Regions from separate parts of the Zea mays genome. Here all the other regions are linked to region 1. A link is a contact called in public Hi-C data. All regions are on one chromosome and are shown on one strand. Each heading gives the region's core, a stretch centred on a gene start, on an enhancer-like site or on the middle of the called end of the contact. The rest is flanking DNA. Distances are from core to core; before and after follow the strand shown. Region 1 holds the start of LOC100281581 (pectate lyase 12). Region 2 holds the start of LOC100126928. Region 3 holds the start of LOC100191864.

Region 1 (2,873 bases), core at 346-2,845:
CGGACGACTTGGGGTCGGTGCTGGAGGCCTTGCCGTAGATGTCCTCCATCCCCTCGCCGGAAGGCACGAAGAAGGCGCCGTTCACCATCATGTCGCCCTCCGTCCGCCAGTTCCACCCGGCCCACTGCCCCTCCGCCGTCTCCACCCGCTTCGTCACCTCCTTGGCGTTGGGGTCGGCCGGCGCGATGTAGCGGTTGCCCTGGCTGTTGATGGTGGGGCCGGCGCTGCCGCCGATGGCGTACATCTCCCACGACGTGTAGTCGTTGTTGACGATGTGGAAGTAGCCGCGTCGGCAGCGGGGCATCCGCTGCACCAGCCCCGGGCCGAACCGGTTGAAGGCGATGGTGACCTGCATCCCGGAGTCGGGCAGGTACGCGTCGCTGGCGCCCAGCAGCATCACCTCGTCGTGGTGCGCGAAGTAGCTGTTGGACACGGTGATGGCGGTGGACCCCATGATGGCGTCCACCAGCCCGTCCGCGCACCGCCACAGCGCGCAGTGGTCCACCCACACGTCCCGCGCGCCGAACAGCGAGATGCCGTCGCCGTCCGACCGCGTGCGCCACCCGTAGTGCGTCGGCGACGACCGCACGTCGGCGTTCCCCGCCGGCACGCAGTCGTGCACGTGCACGTTGTGGATGATCACGTTCGACACGTACTGCAGCGTGATGCACGCGCCGCCGCCGCCCACGTGCACGCGCGCGCCGCGCCCGTCGATCGTCTTGTAGCTGTTCACCAGCAGCTCCTCGTTCAGCCGGATGGCCATGTCCGACGCGAACACGATCCACAGCGGGCCCTCCTGGATGGCGGCGTGCCGGAGCGTGCCAGGGGACGGGTTCACGGGGTCGCGGTCCGACGGGTCCGTCACCACGTACACCGGCCCGCCCTTGCCGCCCAGCGCGTTGCGCCCGAACCCGATGCCGCAGTCCGCCAGCCGCTGCCGGTCCTGCCGCCAGTCCGTCCCCGCGCACCGCCAGCAGTCGTCGATTGGGTTGCCCGTCAAGCACCCGCCGCCGCCGCCGCCGCCGCCGCCGCCGGACTCCTGCATCCGCCGCCGCGACGTTGCCACCTTGCTGCCCGTGATAGCCATCGCACATTCAGCGTCAGCGAAACCTTTGCTTCGCAGCAGCAGGAACTAGAAACAGACGGAACTCGGGTGGGGCGTACCTGTGCAAGTCGGCGACGACGGCAGCGGGGTCGGGGAGCGAGGAGTTGAGGAGAGGAAAGGCCGAGGCTTTGGCGGCGGCTGCCAGCAGCAGGAGGGAGAGGGCAATGCCGGCGGATTTGGGAGCTCGGGCCATGGTTCCTTGGCGGATTAGATGGGCCAGAGCCAAGATGCAGTGGGATTTATAGCAATGCAGGGGAGTGCGAGCGGAGTGAGGATAGTGGTGGGGGCATGGATTCAGCCATTCCAGGTCTTGGGACCGAGATCTGGAGCTTGGGGTTGGGGGCAGCAATGGCAATGGGGGCAGTGGATATGGGAGCGAGTGTGAATGGGGAAAGGGGGTGAACGAACTGAGGAGCAGAGAGGGGAGGGATAAACTTGTGAAGAGAGAGAGAGAGAGAGAGAGAGAGAGAGAGAGAAGGGAGGGAGGTGTTTTGGAATCACCTGGGGGAGATTGCTTCCTTGACGTGAAGGGAAGGGCCGAAGGGAGAGTGCGTGGGACGGAGATACTAGCACCACAACGGTAGATAAAATGCAAAATTGAGCGAAGTGGGTGAGCAAGACGGCTGCGACGCATTTCTTCTTTTGTTTCTCTACTTTTTCTTGAATGACGCGATCCATTCCTTGTTTCCCATTTTTTTATCATGTCTTGTTCAGTGGAGCTAAGAAAAGTATAACCCCTCGATTATTACTCCCTCCGTGAAGAAACACATGTAGCTTGTCAATATTGAAAATTCGACTAAATTTGTTTACTATTTATGGTACCAAGTACTTACAAGATGTAGTAGCTCGAGTACGATTTAAGTCAGGTTTAACCCGATTCAGCTTCTCTACGTCAGAGAGGACGATTCAGCTTCTGGCAAAAAGGAAAGGACTAGCTAGTTTTAAGGTAATGGCATGCTTGCCACTGCAATCATCCTCAGGATGGGATTACCATGCCCGCGAGAGATCGCCTTCCCCTGAAGCGTGAAAGCACGGATTCCACTGCAGCTAATATTCTTCAGAAACCGGCGTGACCGTAGGACACGTCAACGTCATCTTTACTTGCCAAACCCAAAACCGGATCCCTGGCATCCACCGAGTACCAAGAATCGGCGGCGCGTAAGCTACAAAACAAAACCCTTTGCGTCCGTAGACTCTTCATTCCAAAAAGGAGACTTCTATCCAGGGGCGGATTCAAGCACTAGGCCATCCGGTCCATGGCCCCGGGCCTAGCCCATCTAACTCGAACAGGCCTATATACTCTTATGACATTTTTCTTTTCTAATTTACCTAGCGGGCCCTCCAACTCTCTCTCCCTCGCAGGGATGACAATTTTACCCGCGGGTTCGGGTATCCACGGATATCCGATCCGCCGGTTTCGGGTTCGGGTACGAATTTAACCCGCGTGTCTCACCCATACCCGACCTGTGATAAAATCGGGTCGGGTACGGGTTTAATCTTTTACCCGCGGGTACTAGCGGATATCCGAAATTTCCAGTTTTCATTTTTTCAGCCAACCAGAAATTGGCCGGCCCAGCCCAATGTCCTTTATTCAATCACCCAGGAACCCTAGTTTCTCTCTCACGGTCTCACCTCACGCAGTCACAGGTCACGCACAAACTCAACCACCACTCCACCAGCCGCCAGAAAGCAGAAACCGCTCCAGCGCTCCTGCTCCTCGCCGGCGTCGACCCTGCCGTGGTGCCGCACTGTCGCCTGCGTGGCTGGC
Region 2 (2,797 bases), core at 143-2,642, 260 kb after region 1:
CATTTGGAATTGGAAATATCTCTAATTCCAAATTCTTGAGCATCCAAACAATAGCATTTACTCCTGGTCAATGCTAATTCTAAATTCTAAATATCTTCGTCCAACACGGTGTACGTCACCACCACACAACTAGCGCTAGCAGCCAAAAAGGTGAGGACCGAGCATAGTAACGCGCAAAAAACACAGCTACAAGTTTGTAAGTTGATTTTTTTAGATTTTAGTGCGTGTCATCAAGTAAAATTAATTTCTATGTAGAGATAGGACGAATAGATTTCTATCCAGAAACAAGATGATTCTAATACAACATCTACACTAATGAGAGCTATATAGAGCAAAAGTTCTCCTTTGTGGTTTTTTTTTGCTTTTCATGGACACGATAAATTATACTCCCTCCGGTTTCTTATTAGTTGTCGTTTAGGACAACAACACGATCTCCAAAATATAACTTTGACTAATATTTTTATTAAAATACAAATGGACTTTTAATACATTTATACTTCTATAAAAGTATTTTTTATGACAAACTGGTGTATATAAATATCAGGTTTCAAAACTAAATAACAAAATAGTTATTTGTAGTCAAAATTTTATAAGTTTGACTTGAACCTTATCCAAAATGACAACTAATAGGAAACTGGAGGGAGTATTTATCTTACTTAGTTTAGCTAAAAAATTAATCTTATCTTAATGGCTCCTTCTTTAATTTATTCATGGATCCGCTGTTGGTTATATCTAATGTATACTAGTCCACCAACCATATTTGATGGTATTATAGCGAGACAAGTCAGCGTGATAACTTATCTCTACAAAAAATAAACTTAAAATCAAAATAGATCCTTCCCTACAAAAATTAAAATCAAAGTAGATATATGGCCAATATATATTAAATATTAAACTTCATATTTTGGCTAGGCCAATAAAGTAAGGAGTTGAAAAGAAAAGCTGCCTCTTTTTAGCTCCCGTGATTATTCGTCTTCTTTTCGCCAATGAGGTGAAATATGGGAGCATTGTTGTATGTGGTTTGAATTCATGTTAAAATTATACTAGCTTCATTTTTTATTTGACGCTAGCTAATATAATTTTACACTGTCAAATATAAAAACCAGAGGAAGTATATTTTTTTCCGCGGTCCATATAGAAGAAAAGGACCCACGTCCCTAACGCACGGCAACGATGTGAGGTTATTCGTCTTCTTTTCGCCAATGAGGTGAAATATGGGAGCATTGTTGTATGTGGTTTGAATTCATATTAAAATTATATTAGCTTCATTTTTTATTTGACGCTAGCTAGTATAATTTTACCCTGTTAAATATAAAAATCGGAGGAAGTATATTTTTTTCCGCGGTCCATATAGAAGAAAAGGACCCACGTCCCTGACGCACGGCGACGGTGTGGAACCGTGCAAACCGAGGGGTAATCGATCGTGGGAAAGTTGAAGCGTCGAGAGCACTTTTCCCTTCAGTGAGTTTGCCGCGCGCGCTGTTCCTCACTCCCCGCCCCTCATCCACGAGACCACGACGAACTTGTGCTATCGCCGCCGCCCTACGCAGGTTCCGAGGCCTTGACTGGTCTCTTGTTTGGCCGCGAGCATCACCAGGTATTCGGTATTCCCACATCTTCGCTTCACTTTCTGCTGTGCGAAACCGAGCATCCAAACCCTAACTTAAAGCTATTTGGCTATTCGATGCCTAATAACCTCACTTTTTTTTTGCAAAATTATCGGGTGTACACGTGCACATCCATCATCCATGTCGCTTTACTAGGTCCGCCCTGGTGGGCAGGCAATGCGTCGACGAAAAACCATTTCTTCAGTCCTGCTATGTTGTTCCTACTGTGTCAATCAGACTTTCGACCGGGGAGATGGTAGCATTAGCATGTTGGGTTCAAAGTTCAAACTTATGTATCTGCTCTGTACGTGTGAAAAAATAAGAAAAAAACATGGACCTGCAGTAATGACAATTTTTGCTCTGCACGTGTGGATTAATGCTGCACAATTAGTAGTAGCCAAACATTTACGAGTTTGACTGGCTAGAATATAAAAACTATCACTAAACTTGCACCACTGTACTATGGTCCTGTTTGGGACGGTTCCAGCTCCAGAAAATTCGGTGGAGTTAGTGAAGCAGGTCAATAGATGCTCCAGAAAATCATGGAGCTAAAGTTGTGATCCTTTAGAGAAAATTTTGATAAGCCATTTTGACTGTTATTTAGATTAAAATACCTTTTAAAACTATTTAAATTTATATTATAAACTACAACACTACATTGGAGCTAGAATCTGGAGCAGTCCCAAACACCCCCTATAACTTACTGCTACCATGTCATCTTATGAACTTGTTAATGGAATCCTATCATTATTCTTTAGGATTATGCTAATGTCGTGGGTATAGATAGACACAATCATTTCATGAAGGCATGGCATTTACTCAATACGCACTACTGCTGATACGCAGTTTAGGCCAATATTTCTAGGTTGCTTTTATATCTGTATTGAAGTTGACCAAATGGGAATATGATTTAATTGGTCTAGGTAACATGTATGTGTTTCAGTATTTTAAATCCGGCAGTAAACAGGGCCCTGTTTCAGTCTCATTCAACACTAAAGTGAAACCGGCAGTTGTGAGTTGTGTTTATTTATATTATCAATTTTCACTGTTCTTTTATTGTTCTGGTACCTGCACAAATCTGCATTCTTTTTTTTTGCTTATTCTCGTTTTTGTTTTTCTATTTTATTTTGTTTTGCAGTAAAATAGTCAATGTATGCAAAGTTGGAACCATATATATTTCTGTAGAGTAA
Region 3 (2,931 bases), core at 9-2,508, 420 kb after region 1:
AATAAACATTCTATAAGAATATAACCACAAGTCCCCACATGAAAATGACAAAGTGAAGTATTGGTTATATTGAAACTTGTATACTTATAGTGATTTCAGGTGTAACTTATGCAACAAGTGGAAGAGAAATGGAATAATCACTCACATCTTGTTGCACCTTTGTAAAATATCGATGACATCTTGCAACAAGTGTAACTTATAGTGATTTCACGTGTAACTTATGGTCTAAACATTTTTGAGAATTATATATGGACATATGTTGCGCCTCTGTAAAATTTCATGAATTTTGAGGCTATTTGTGTATTATTATTATTTTTCAAAAAATCATTAAAATACAATTAAATTCATAAAACATTTTAGATTCGACCAAAAAATGCAAACAAGTTACCAAGTGTAATAAACATTCTATAAGAAGATAACTTCAAACCCCCATATGAAAATGATAAAGTGAAGTATTGATTATGTTGAATCTTAAATACTTAAAATAATTTCACATGTAACTTATACAACAAATGAAAGTGAGATAGAAGAAATCATGACATCTTTGTGAATTTTATGGTCCAGACATTTTTAGAATTATATGTGGACATTTGTTGCGACTCCGTTATTTTTTATGAATTTCTAAGGCTATTTGTGTATTTTAAATTTCTTTCTGCAGAAAAGCATAAAAACAATTAAATTCGTAAAATATTTTAGTGTCTGTCAAAAATACAAATAAACATTCTATAATAAGATAACCTCAAGTCCCCACAAAAATTATAAAGTGAAGTATTGATTACATTGAAACTTAGATACTTAAAGTGATTTCATGTGTAACTTACGCAATAAGTTAAAATGAAATAGAAATAATGATGTTATACCATAGATTTTATGGTACAAACATTTTTTAGGATTATATATGAACATATGTTGTGGCTACTTAAAATTTCATTAATTTCTGAGGCTATTTTCGTATTATTATTTTTTTCTTCTTATGAAAATCATCAAAATGCGTGCAACCCCTGATTTCAAGTCGTCGGTCGGTCATGAGATGCCGACTTGGGAGCTCGGTTCGACTTTTCTGGCAAGTCGGTCGACTTACCAGCGACTAGAATATATTAGTCGACTAGTCGTCGACTTAGTCGAACTAGTCGGCCTACTTGCCCCTAATTCGGCCCAAACATCAGAAAGGCCCATTAGTCCATTACACACCATAAACCCTAAACCCAACAGCAGCCTCTAGTCCCTCACATCGACCTGCCCGTCGCCAGCCCCTCACGTTGTCCTGCCCACCGCCAGCCCCTCCTCTGCCCCCCGCCGGCCGCCCACCTCCAGCCCCACCTCTACCCGCCGCCCTCCTCTGGCCGCCTCCCCTCCTCTGGCCGCCGCCCAGGCACCCACCGCCAGCCGTCGAGGCCTGCACCGCCCTCTAATCACCGCCCAGGCGTCCACCTCTGACTGCCGCCCACCTCCAGCCGTCGAGGCTTCTGGTGGTGAGTCCTGTGCCGCCCCTCTGCACGCCCTGACAAGTCTAAGCAACCTGCACCGCCCTCACAAGTCACAGCAAGCCCTAGGGATATGGAAGATGTAGCTGTAGATCGACCACAAGGGGAGTCAGGAATCCAGCAGCCATATGATCCAGCTAAAGATACTAAGAGAAAGGCAAAATCGAAGGATCCGGCATGGAACTATTGTTATTGGCCGGATTTGAACAAAAAAGATGTGGTCCCTATGCACCACTTGCGTAGAGTGTAAAACTGATATATCAGCCGTGCTCACGGTCAAGATGTGACACCTGCGTAGAGTGTAAAACTGATATATCAGCCGTGCTCACGGTTATGAGCGGCTCGGACCCTCACATGAGTAACTTCTGGAATTAAACTTAATCTGTCATTTGCATTGCATTGTGTGTCTTATTCAATGATTTCAAGTCGCCTGGTCGAACACTGGGGCCGACCAGGCGACTAGTTGCGATTAGGCGACGACCAGGGCGATTAGTCGACCCCTAGTCGGTCCTAGTCGGATCTCTGGTCATCCTAGACCTTTTAGACTAGTCATTATACTTATATAGGTATAAACAACATGATATACAAAATAACAGGTAGAGGTACAAGTCACTAATCGGCAGTCGGCTTAGGATTAGAACAGCAACAACCATTAGTGTTTGATCACTGGTGGGAGACACAGACATAATAGAACTACAGATATGGGGGGGTGCGGAAAGGGAGCAGGGGGACCTTGAGATGATGAGATGATCTCGTCACTGGTGCTGGAGACGCTGGTGATCTAGAGTAGCCGTCGCCCGCCGGTGATTTGGACTCTAGAGTTCTGAACTGGAGTTGTGGAGCAGGCGAGCAGGCAGAGGGGCGCATGTGATTGGAGCAGGCGAGCTACTGCCGGTGATTGAGTTCGGGCAGAGAGGATAACTAGCGCTGGAGAGTGGAGACACCGGTGATCTGGACCTCTGGAGCAGTCGCCGGTAGAGGAACACCTGCAGGGTTTAGGCAGCCTTAGGGTTTTAGCAGAGGAGAGGAGAGGCAGAACTTAATGTTCTTGTAGATGGGCGAAAACATTGGTCTTGTAGCCCAACACAAAAATCCTAGCACCAACGACTAGAAACTGGAAAAACGGACGACTAATCGCCCTTATCGTCGACGATCAGGACGACCAAGGTCCCTAATCGAGTCGTCCGGCTAATCGGCTGTTAACAGGCGACCAACCCGACTAATCGCGATTTATCGCGATTAGTCGGACTGAAATCATTGGTCTTATTATTAATTGTGATCAATTATTTAATTAGGTTGGTATCTACTTATACTTAATAACAGCTAATAAAATTTTGACCAACTTTAAAAGCAATGTTCAGCCTTAACCATTCCTCTTGGTAAGCCTTACACTTCACATGAGCCCCACCGTAAGTGAGTTCATGCACATTATTCCTCACAACTTGTT

The links. Hi-C and Micro-C count contacts between places; a contact is called where the count stands out from the background.
Region 2: a Hi-C map of tassel shows a contact between it and region 1, with 2.9 times the contacts expected there. The contact joins the promoter of LOC100126928 here to the promoter of LOC100281581 in region 1. A contact is called at or near these places in 4 of 25 Hi-C or Micro-C datasets (bundle sheath, ear, leaf and 1 more).
Region 3: a contact with region 1 is called in a Hi-C map of tassel, with 2.7 times the contacts expected there. The contact joins the promoter of LOC100191864 here to the promoter of LOC100281581 in region 1. A contact is called at or near these places in 2 of 25 Hi-C or Micro-C datasets (ear and tassel).

The regions. Positions count from the first base shown.
Region 1 is chr1:240,985,121-240,987,993 of Zm-B73-REFERENCE-NAM-5.0, reverse strand. It overlaps LOC100281581 (pectate lyase 12), which reads right to left and starts at 1,595. Exons shown (of 3, transcript NM_001411831.1): 1 at 1,165-1,595; 2 at 1-1,066. The coding sequence starts at 1,045.
Region 2 is chr1:240,722,197-240,724,993 of Zm-B73-REFERENCE-NAM-5.0, reverse strand. It overlaps LOC100126928, which reads left to right and starts at 1,392. Exons shown (of 26, transcript NM_001367427.1): 1 at 1,392-1,597; 2 at 2,746-2,797.
Region 3 is chr1:240,563,648-240,566,578 of Zm-B73-REFERENCE-NAM-5.0, reverse strand. LOC100191864 reads left to right here and starts at 1,258. Exons shown (of 10, transcript NM_001367159.1): 1 at 1,258-1,472.